3 separate regions of the Mus musculus genome follow, and regions 1 and 2 are each linked to region 3. A link is a contact called in public HiChIP or PLAC-seq data. All regions are on one chromosome and are shown on one strand. The core of a region is the stretch at or near the end of the contact, and the rest is flanking DNA. Distances in the headings are between cores, read along the strand shown.

Region 1 (2,845 bases), core at 3-2,502, 170 kb after region 3:
GGTTCCTGCTTTCATAAAAATCAGGCAACAGATCTGCAGGATCTGAGAACATGGGTTTGGGAAGAAAGACTCTTACTATGGTTGTTCGGCCTTCATCTTGCAAGGTTTAAAGATGTGTAATGGCAATTGGATTTACAAAGAGTCTAGATTTTTGGCTACACAGGCAAGAATATTAACTGTTCCCCCCTAGCTAGATAACACTGGGCATCACTTAAAATTTTTCTGTCAGCAAAATTGAGAGTACAAGAGTATACCTACATTACATATTAGCACATGCTATAAGAGACCATTTATCCATCCGTGTAACTGCCCTCAGGCCAGGTGCAAGATTCAGAGTGACAACCACAGGCCTAGTCTCTGGTCTTTTGGAGCTCGTCATGTGATAGGCATATGGAGAGCTTCGATCTGAGCTTGAATAAGGTAAATGTTTTCTGGCTTCTCAATCACATGGTCAACTTTAGTTTTGGAAATAGACAAGCCAGAGAAACGCCCGGGTCAGAAGCATTAAGTTGCACATGTTTTAGTTTTTGATTGCTTTCTTTTATTTAACTGCTACAGCAGCCCAGTCACACTCAGAGGTGCTCCCAGGATGTTTTCATCCTCTGTGCTTTTAGAAAACAAAGTTCAAAATGGCACTCTGTTTAAAGAAGGGGAGAAGGCAAGGGGAGCAGGAAAGGAAGAGAGAGAGAGAGAGTGGGAGGGGAGAGGGACAAAGGAGGAAAAAGAGGAAGAGGAAGAGGAAGAGGAAGAGAAAAAAAATACAAACCAGACACAGCAAATTCAGCAAAGACTCAGGAAAGAGAATGTAACCAGAAACTTCCTAGTTGTTTTCTAGGCTGCTTTGGTTAACTTTATCATTCATATAGCATTTCTTTATAAAAAAAATTACAGAGATAAGTGGGTTAAAAATAACTTAACTCAATATGTTCACCTCTAAATTATACTTCAGTTAAGTTGTGAAGTTACTTATTGGTTCTCAATATCCCATGGGATCCAATGTATGTATCAATTTATCTAGAATAAATAGACATTAGGAATACATCATGCCTCCCCAATTTTATATGGATAAGTTTCTTCCTCGGGAGTTTCCACAGTACTGTGGAAAGATTAATAAGATGTAAAGATTTGTAGTCTCGTGTGGGGGTTTTCCCTATTACATGACTGACTCTCCCTTTTAAACAAAAGTGCTCAGTGCCCAGATGCTGGTCAGTCTGCAGGCTCATCTCCCAAGTCAGTCATCTGACTGCGTTTTTTTATGCCCCGTGCACAAAAGGGACATTTAGTGCAACGGCACTAATGGAAACTAAAGGCTGTTGTCAAGTCATCTGCCATTGTGTTTATATTTATAACCACCACAGCTGTCTGAGGCTCAAATTAGCATCTTTGAAATAAGTTCAGCTCTTTCAGCACCGATCTAGAGGCATTTAAAAGAGAACAACAAACGTTGATGCGGAGATCTTTGCCTGGATGGCCTCGAGAATAAAAAATCTCTTCAGAAACCTAAGCTCTGCTGGTTTTGGCTGGCTTGCTTGTTGTTTGTTTGGGGTTTTGCTTTTGTGTTTGTTTGGTTGGTTGTTTTCAAATATCATGGTGGGATAACTTAATAAATCTCCTGTCTCTGTCTCTGTTGCCTGACCATGGAGCCCATTTCCCTAACTGGGTTGCCTTGACTGGCTTCAGTGGGAGAGAATGAGCCTAGTCCTGCAGGGACTTGATGTGCCAGGGTGAGTTGGAACCCATCGGGGACCTGGCCCTTCTCAGAGGGGAAGGAAAAGGGGGAGGTACTGTCTGTGGGGAGTGGGGGTTGTGGTCAGGATGTAAAGTGAATAAATAAGTTAATTAATAGAAAAATATATAAACCTCTAATTTTATTTAACTGCATTCCATGGGCACATCAATTAATGTGCATGTGCCCATATGAATTCATATAACTCATCGTAACTCAGATGAAAGTGAACTCTTTCTCTGGAATACTTTTGCTCATCCAGAGAATCCCCAAACCCAACACTTTGATTCCTGAATGCTTTGTCTGGCAGTGGAAAGAGGAACCACTTCCTGGAAAGACAACTGTTCAGGTCAACAGTCAATGCCTGGAGAGCGCATCCCGGAACCTCTTGTATAGAAGCAAAGGACCAGCTCTCCTCCACAGCACCTCTCCAAATGCTTGTTACTGCAGAAAACAAGTCTGTCACGGGAGTCAGGAAAGCCTGTATGTTTGACACAGATGAGCTGGCAGTAAGTCAGTCAGTGTGCCAACCGCCCCAGGGACCTGACAGCAGGCATTTCAAGCGATGCTACAGAGATCCTTCAGCTGGGCTCCTGGGATTTGCATTGGGAACACTCTCTGTGTTCGACTTCCAAGATGAGATTCTCGAATGGCACAGTTGTGAGACCCAGCTAGATACCTGGAGCAGAGGAATTTATTTACCAAATGAGAGAAGACAGTTGAATGTTTTATTCAAATGGTGAGTTCTTTCATGCCCTCTGAGAATTTCAACCTAATATGTTGAAGTCCAAAGCCATTAAACTGATGAGTGTTCTATGATGTTCTGCTGTTCCCCTGGATTTATGTAGTAAACCCCATATGCACTACTGGGAAGTCAAAAGGCCTGGATTCTAATATTAGTCTTGTCATCATTATCCTAGTCTACTCCACTGGGTTTTAAAGCAGTGAGTAGATAATATAAAGAAATATTGTGAAAACTTTCAAGTAATGACCTACCTAATAGATGAATACGTAATTTGTTCTTATGTGCAGAGAACAGACATATCTACCATCCAACCATCAGAACCGTGCTGTGTGCCAAATACATGACCACAGCGTTAGAAATGGAGAGAATGGGTT
Region 2 (3,160 bases), core at 227-2,726, 190 kb after region 3:
GTAGCTGTCTCTTGTGAGACTATGCCGGGGCCTAGCAAACACAGAAGTGGATGCTCACAGTCAGCTAATGGATGGATCACAGGGCTCCCAATGGAGGGGCTAGAGAAAGAACCCAAGGAGCTAAAGGGATCTGCAACCCTATAGGTGGAACAACATTATGAACTAACCAGTACCCCAGAGCTCTTGACTCTAGCTGCATATGTATCAAAAGATGGCCTAGTCGGCCATCACTGGAAAGAGAGGCCCATTGGACACGCAAACTTTATATGCCCCAGTACAGGGGAACGCCAGGGCAAAAAAGGGGGAGTGGGTGGGTAGGGGAGTGGGGGTGGGTGTCTATGGGGGACTTTTGGTATAGCACTGGAAATATAAATGAGCTAAATACCTAATAAAAAATGGAAAAAAAAAAAAAAGAAAGAAGTTAGTAAGACATGGGATAGGAATTGCTTAGGATTTATTTGCAATTATTACTTGTCTAAAGTTTATGTAATTCTAGGGCTAGACTACATTTTTTATGTTCTTTTATTTACTTGGGTTTTTTGAGACAAGGTAGATCTTGCCAGGTAGCCCAGGCTGGCCTCCAATGGAAATTTCCGTCCTCCTGCTCTGTTTCCCAAAAGCTGGAATAACAACTTTAGGTCTTCTAGGTTTGTGGTTAGTGTTTTAGACTACTGTTGATCTTTCACCCTTTCAAGTGCATGCCAACTTGCAAATAGGGTTGGGGAGGGACAGAGTTTGTGGGTCTGAATAAAAATGCCCGAGGTGAGAAATTTTAGGAGCAGTTAGTTAAGCAGCTTATGAAACTGATGAGATATTGTAGAATCTTGCCCAAGGATATCCCACCTTGTGATGTTTCCATGTCAGAGCCCCCCATCCCTTCCATAATGCTGAAATGTTTTCCCTTTTCAAATTTAGCATCTCCAAAAATCACATAGCTTGCACAAGTGGCATTTTGACAGTCTCTATTGTAGGTAAGAAAGATGTTAGTGAGCTGCAGGGTAAGAACTTGCTATAGATTTTCTATTGTTCCTGTTGTGAGTTATAGGTTAAGAAATTGCTATGAATTTCCTATTGTTCCTGTTTATACTGGATCATCTCTTCCTGCAGCTTGCAGTAGTTAGAGGCTAAGAAAGAACCCTGGTTGATTGAATTTGAATATTACTACGGCATCTTAGCACTCAGCATTTCTCCACAGGACAGACCATAGCTGGCACATCCCTCTGATCACAGCAGATAGGCAACGATGTTCCATAAAGGGCTGAACAAGAGTAACAAGGAACATATTGATTGGCTCTTTGCATAGGTAGGCAGGGAGACTGCTTCCTTATTCTGATTTGAGGGGTTATAGATTGCGTGCTTCAGAATGTCTGTCTTAAATCTTAGCTGGAGATTCTCCTGTTACTGTCATCTCACATCCAGGAAGAGACCATCTCCTGAAGTCTCCCTAGTTTGAGAAGGCAGGAGGGCACGGTTAGCTTGGAGTAGCTAGCCGTTGCCATAGCAACCAGAAGCAAGGCCCTGAGGGGATGAAACATTTGGCAGGCACATTTGTAGCAGAAGGAAAAGAGACAGGGGAAGAGGTTACCGGAGGTGGCACTGTAATTGGGAGCCCTGGGCAGTCGTGGAACAGTTACCCATAAGACAGAAAGTTACCTCTCATTTTAGTCAGGCACAGTCCTCAATTTCTCTGTCATCAAGTTAGCCATTGTTCTCCTTGCGAATTGCTTGCCTCTCCTCTCCTTAACAACAGTATAGTCTTTTAAAAGTCTAGACTATATCATCCTGTAGTCTATTTCCAAGACACATGCAGTTTTTCAGAGCAACAGCAAAGCCCTTAGACTCTATCCCCACAGACTTGGCTACAGGACACAGAGACAACTGGCCAGATACCAACACCTATCTTACTGGGTTCCCAGATATTCTTCTGGGACAATGGATTGTAGGAGGGAGGAGATGGCAGTTCACACACAAAAGATTAAAACTTCAGGAAGTTGTCCTTCAAATGAAGGCTTTCGATGTTCATCATCAACAACAACAAGACAATCTTAGAATTGTCACCGAGCAGGAGGAAATCTTAAAGGTCTCTCTCATCTCCACGCCCTTTTATAGAAGAAGCACGCCAAGAGCCAGAGAGGTTGATCATGTCCCCTGGCCACCTAATTACCCTGCCATTTCTTATTATGGCTGTGGAAGAACCTGAAGGTTTCCAAGTGCTTTCCATTTGGATGCACTGGAAAGCTGGTTTACCTATCAACAGGAAATATTAACACAGAGGCTAACAATGGCCAATGTGTTTGTGACAGAAGTAAAAGCTGACCTGTGCCGAGTCCTAACAGTCATAGGACAAAGGTACCTATGTCTCATGAAATTCCTCAACAATCCTATCAGATTACTATCTGGGGGCCAGTGTACAGACAGAATATGGACATTGGAAAAAACTCAGTAAATTATGGCCAAACAGGCAAGAAACAGGCTTAAGGTCTGCCTCAGTCTTTACTTCTTCCTACAACACTAAAACTCTCTCTCCTGGCTTGTTCCACATCTCAGTTTTCTATTAGAAAAACCAGAATTCAACAGTACTTGTACTCAAAAGCTCACTGTGACAAGCTAAGGCTGGCTCTAAAGAAAGTCACTTGATTCAGCCATCTAACCACATCCCTTAGGAATTCATGCATGAGGAAGAAAAAATGACCTTTCTCTCATAATAAATGTAAAACATACCTTTTACACTCAATTTGAAAACTCAAACCAAAGATAAAAGAGAATTAAATCATTCTATACTAATTATATCAAGGATCTATAGCCAAGAAAAATTTTGTCTTCCATGTCAAAGACTGTAATTTCTTATAAAAATTAGTGGTACCCTTTGGCATTTTTCTACACCCATTGCTTTCCATTGGGGGAGATTCACATAGGAGAGAAAAAAAAAAACTCCCACCAAAAATTTCCTCCTTAAGTCATTCACACATCTCTGAGTTCTGTATCTCAGATAGGTCTCTTGCAAGCTTCTCTGTTAGATGGCATAAATCACTGGGAGGGTTTGATGAGCCTCTGCCCTGGCCTCATAGAACCCCTAGACACATTCTTTGGAGAGTCTGTTCAATACCCTTCCCTTTAGCTTTCAAAGATATAGATGGTTTTAGTCCATATGCCTGGCTGA
Region 3 (3,033 bases), core at 162-2,661:
CAGTCGACTTAAATGTCCATTTCAATGCCTTTAAAAAAAATCAAGATCTTTGTTTCCTATATGAGTTATCCTGCTACATTTAATGACCTTACCGTGCACCAATTAATAGCTCTCATAACTTTTCTTTTAAAATGTTCTATAGCTATTACTCATATACAGTTGAACATTTTCACTGATAATCGTATTTCCATGTCAACCGGTTTTATATGCAGAATTTAACAATTATTTGGCCAATCAGCAATCAGACGACTTCTTTACAAATGAAGTTTTATTCCAAATCACTGAAACAACTCTTATCCTCCAACTAGCCCAACACACCATTCTGTGCCCAACACTGATACTCTAACTAGCCCAACACACAGCGCCGTGCCCACACTGCAGAGTACTAGCTAGCTAGCACTTTAACACTCGGACCCTGTGATCAGTCATTTCCTTTTCGTAGACTGCCAACTTTAACAATAGAGTACTGACACATCAACACACAATGGTGTGTGCTGCACACACACCGAATCTCAGCAAACGTAGAGGAAGGACCAATATCCTGTTCGGATTTTTGACAGCCTCATAATCCCTGCCCAGAACCAAGAGCCTAGTGTCTGTCCTTGGTGCTGAAACGCAGCTTTTCTGTCCCCGACTAAAATACTAGGAGGCTCACCCCAGTTAGACAGACACTCCTGGGGTTCAGAGGTTTGCAAGAGAATGGGTAAGTTTTTGTTCAAGCCTATCCAGTCTAGCCTTCGCGGTGGCGGGTAAGTCCCTGGTCGGGAGACCCAAGATCTGCCTGCTGCAGAATAGGCAACACCGGGCCGCGGACCCGAGAGGCGCCCTCTCCACCGCGGAGCATTCTCCCGCGGATCCGAACGGTTCCTTTTCCCCAGTGGAGCCCTCTCCCGCGGACCCATTGGATCCCTCTCCCCCGGTAGCCTTCTCCCGCGGACCTGAGCGGCGCCCTCTCCTAAAGACCAGAGAGGCGCCCTCTTCCCCCAGCAGCCTTCTCCCGCGGACCCGAGAGGCGCCCTCTCCCTCCAGCAGCCTTCTCCCGCGGACCCGAGAGGCGCCCTCTCCCAGGGACCGGACACCTCCGCCCGCGTCCTTTTGTCTCCCGCCGGTGCCTCCGTTCCTCACCATCACGGTCGCACAGCTGGATGGCCTCCAGGCTGAGGTTCTTGATCTCCTCACACGGACTACTGGGGCTGCTGAGGGCATGGTCCAGGCGCGGCACCTCCATCTTCGCGACCCCGCGTCGAAGCCAGGCGCCAGCGGCCGGCGGGGCGAAGGGCGGGAAAGGCCTGAGAAGGCTGAGGACGAGGGCAACCTCCGGTCGGGAGTCGCGGCCGAGGCGGCGGCGGCGGTGGTGGTGGCGGCGGCGGCAGCGGCGGCAGAAGCTCCTTCGAGTGCGCGGCTCGTAGACTGAACGCCGGCCGGCGCGAGCGCGGGAAGAGCGCGCTCTCGCCTGAAGGGAGGGCCGCGCACGCTCACGGGGGCGGGGCTGGCGGTGGACGCGCCTACCTGCCTGCACCCGGGCCCCGCCCCTTTCCTACCTCTCGCAGACCCCGCCCCCTGCCTGCCGCCCGCCCTTGCGCACACGCGCACGGAGGACAGGGGTCCGGGGTCGCGCCTACCTGCCTGCACAGGGCCCCGCCCCTTTTTTACGGCACGCGGACCCCGCCCCCTACCTGCCGCGCGCGCGTACGCGCACGGACGCGGACGCGCCCTCCGCTCTCCTCTCTAGGGCTCCGCTCCCAGCCAGTGGCGCGCCCACGCTCTGACACGCCTCCATCGCTGCCCTTGTCCTGGGGCGCGCACCCGCAACCTACCTGCGGGCGCGTAGACCGTACCCCCCGGGGCGCCTGTCGCGCGCACGCGCATGCGCGCCCCACTGCTTCCCTGCGCATCCCGACCCCGCCTGCCGCGCGCACGCGCCCTCGCTTGGCTCTCCCGCGCGCCTTCTCCCGCTGGAAGCGAAGGAGGATGGAGCGCGCGAGGAGCGCGGGCTGTGGCAAGCTGCTCGGCGCGTCGCGCTCGCCCGGCGATGGCGGCTAGGCTCTTTTCACAATGCCAGGTAGAGCCGGACGGCCACCCCGGGCTGCGGCGAGGCGAGCGCGCGCCTGTTGCTTGTTGAACACACATTGGGAAACTGAGGCCCGAGCCGCCTAGGGTTCCCGGTCCCCGCTCTGCGCGCCCAGCCGCCGTTCCTCACCAGGCCCCGCAGTGAGCAATGAGCGGCCACCTGAGGACTGCACCGGGCAGCGAGCGCGAACTCAGGTCGGTGCTGCGGGACAGGTGAGGCTACACAGGATGCTGGCGGCTGGCTGCTGAGGAGGCAGCTTCCGGGTGACAGCCACTTGTCAGCTTGCCTCCTCACCCACTCAGCTAACAAACAAGTCTTCAGTGCTCTCCCTGGGCCCGGCATTGTTCTGACTGAAAAATACAGGCTGAAACACATCACCTGTTCTTTGTTACCCTAGAAAATGAAAGGGGGACCTGTGGTCTTCCAGTGATGGCCATATTTGCACGCCCCATTGCTTTCAGGAGCACCTAAGATATTTCAGTGCACTCTGATGGTGCAAAGGTTTTAAAAATAAAGCCTATATAGATGACAGCCTGTTGGCCTCTGTTCTCATTTACTGATTCGGAATGTTATTTTGTTTTTCTTGGTATCACGGGATCAAAAGAAGCCCCTCTCCCCCTTGTATTATTTATAGTTATTGGTAATAATTTATGTTCCATGTTTACTCATTTTCCAATTTCAAACATTGATATTCACCAATAAAAACAATTTACATATAGATTACTATATGCTGCCTTTTCTAGTCACATCCATTTAGCCATAAACAACTAAATCTAGTTAATTGATGTCTCATAAAATGGAAGGCCCCGCTTTAGATAAAATAAACCCGTGAGGAAATTTGGCACAATTGAAGGTTGATAAACATCCGTGTAAGGTAATTTGGTATCATTAAGTGAAATGTCCTCGTTATGAACTTCGGGATTAATGAGATGGACCTTTGTTTTGAGCTGGGAAAAACATTC

What was found. HiChIP or PLAC-seq counts read pairs in DNA pulled down with a chosen protein or histone mark.
Region 1: a contact with region 3 is called in an H3K4me3 HiChIP or PLAC-seq map of neural tube, with 2.7 times the contacts expected there. The contact joins the enhancer-like site here to the promoter of Phyhipl in region 3. A contact is called at or near these places in 1 of 39 promoter capture datasets (embryonic stem cells), 3 of 484 Hi-C or Micro-C datasets (brain and nephron progenitors), 11 of 115 datasets of contacts at active chromatin or transcription factors (SST interneurons, embryonic basal ganglia, embryonic forebrain and 7 more) and 4 of 9 other capture datasets (adipose tissue, embryonic stem cells, liver and 1 more).
Region 2: an H3K4me3 HiChIP or PLAC-seq map of neural tube shows a contact between it and region 3, with 3 times the contacts expected there. The contact joins the enhancer-like site here to the promoter of Phyhipl in region 3. A contact is called at or near these places in 1 of 484 Hi-C or Micro-C datasets (nephron progenitors), 10 of 115 datasets of contacts at active chromatin or transcription factors (SST interneurons, embryonic basal ganglia, embryonic forebrain and 5 more) and 2 of 9 other capture datasets (adipose tissue and liver).

The regions. Positions count from the first base shown.
Region 1 is chr10:70,765,394-70,768,238 of GRCm38.p6, forward strand. No RefSeq gene overlaps it. Among named protein-coding and RNA genes, the nearest start is that of Gm33979, 27 kb to the left of the region's middle. Within about 2 kb of position 1,253, at least 25 of the 459 cell types and tissues checked have an H3K27ac peak or open chromatin away from gene starts, as enhancers often do. A contact at or near this core is called in SST interneurons, neural progenitor cells, neural tube and 1 more, where this site is marked.
Region 2 is chr10:70,787,760-70,790,919 of GRCm38.p6, forward strand. No RefSeq gene overlaps it. Among named protein-coding and RNA genes, the nearest start is that of Gm40689, 41 kb to the right of the region's middle. Within about 2 kb of position 1,477, at least 22 of the 459 cell types and tissues checked have an H3K27ac peak or open chromatin away from gene starts, as enhancers often do. A contact at or near this core is called in SST interneurons and neural tube, where this site is marked.
Region 3 is chr10:70,597,880-70,600,912 of GRCm38.p6, forward strand. Phyhipl (phytanoyl-CoA hydroxylase interacting protein-like) reads right to left here and starts at 1,412. Exons shown (of 5, transcript NM_178621.4): 1 at 1,126-1,412. The coding sequence starts at 1,228.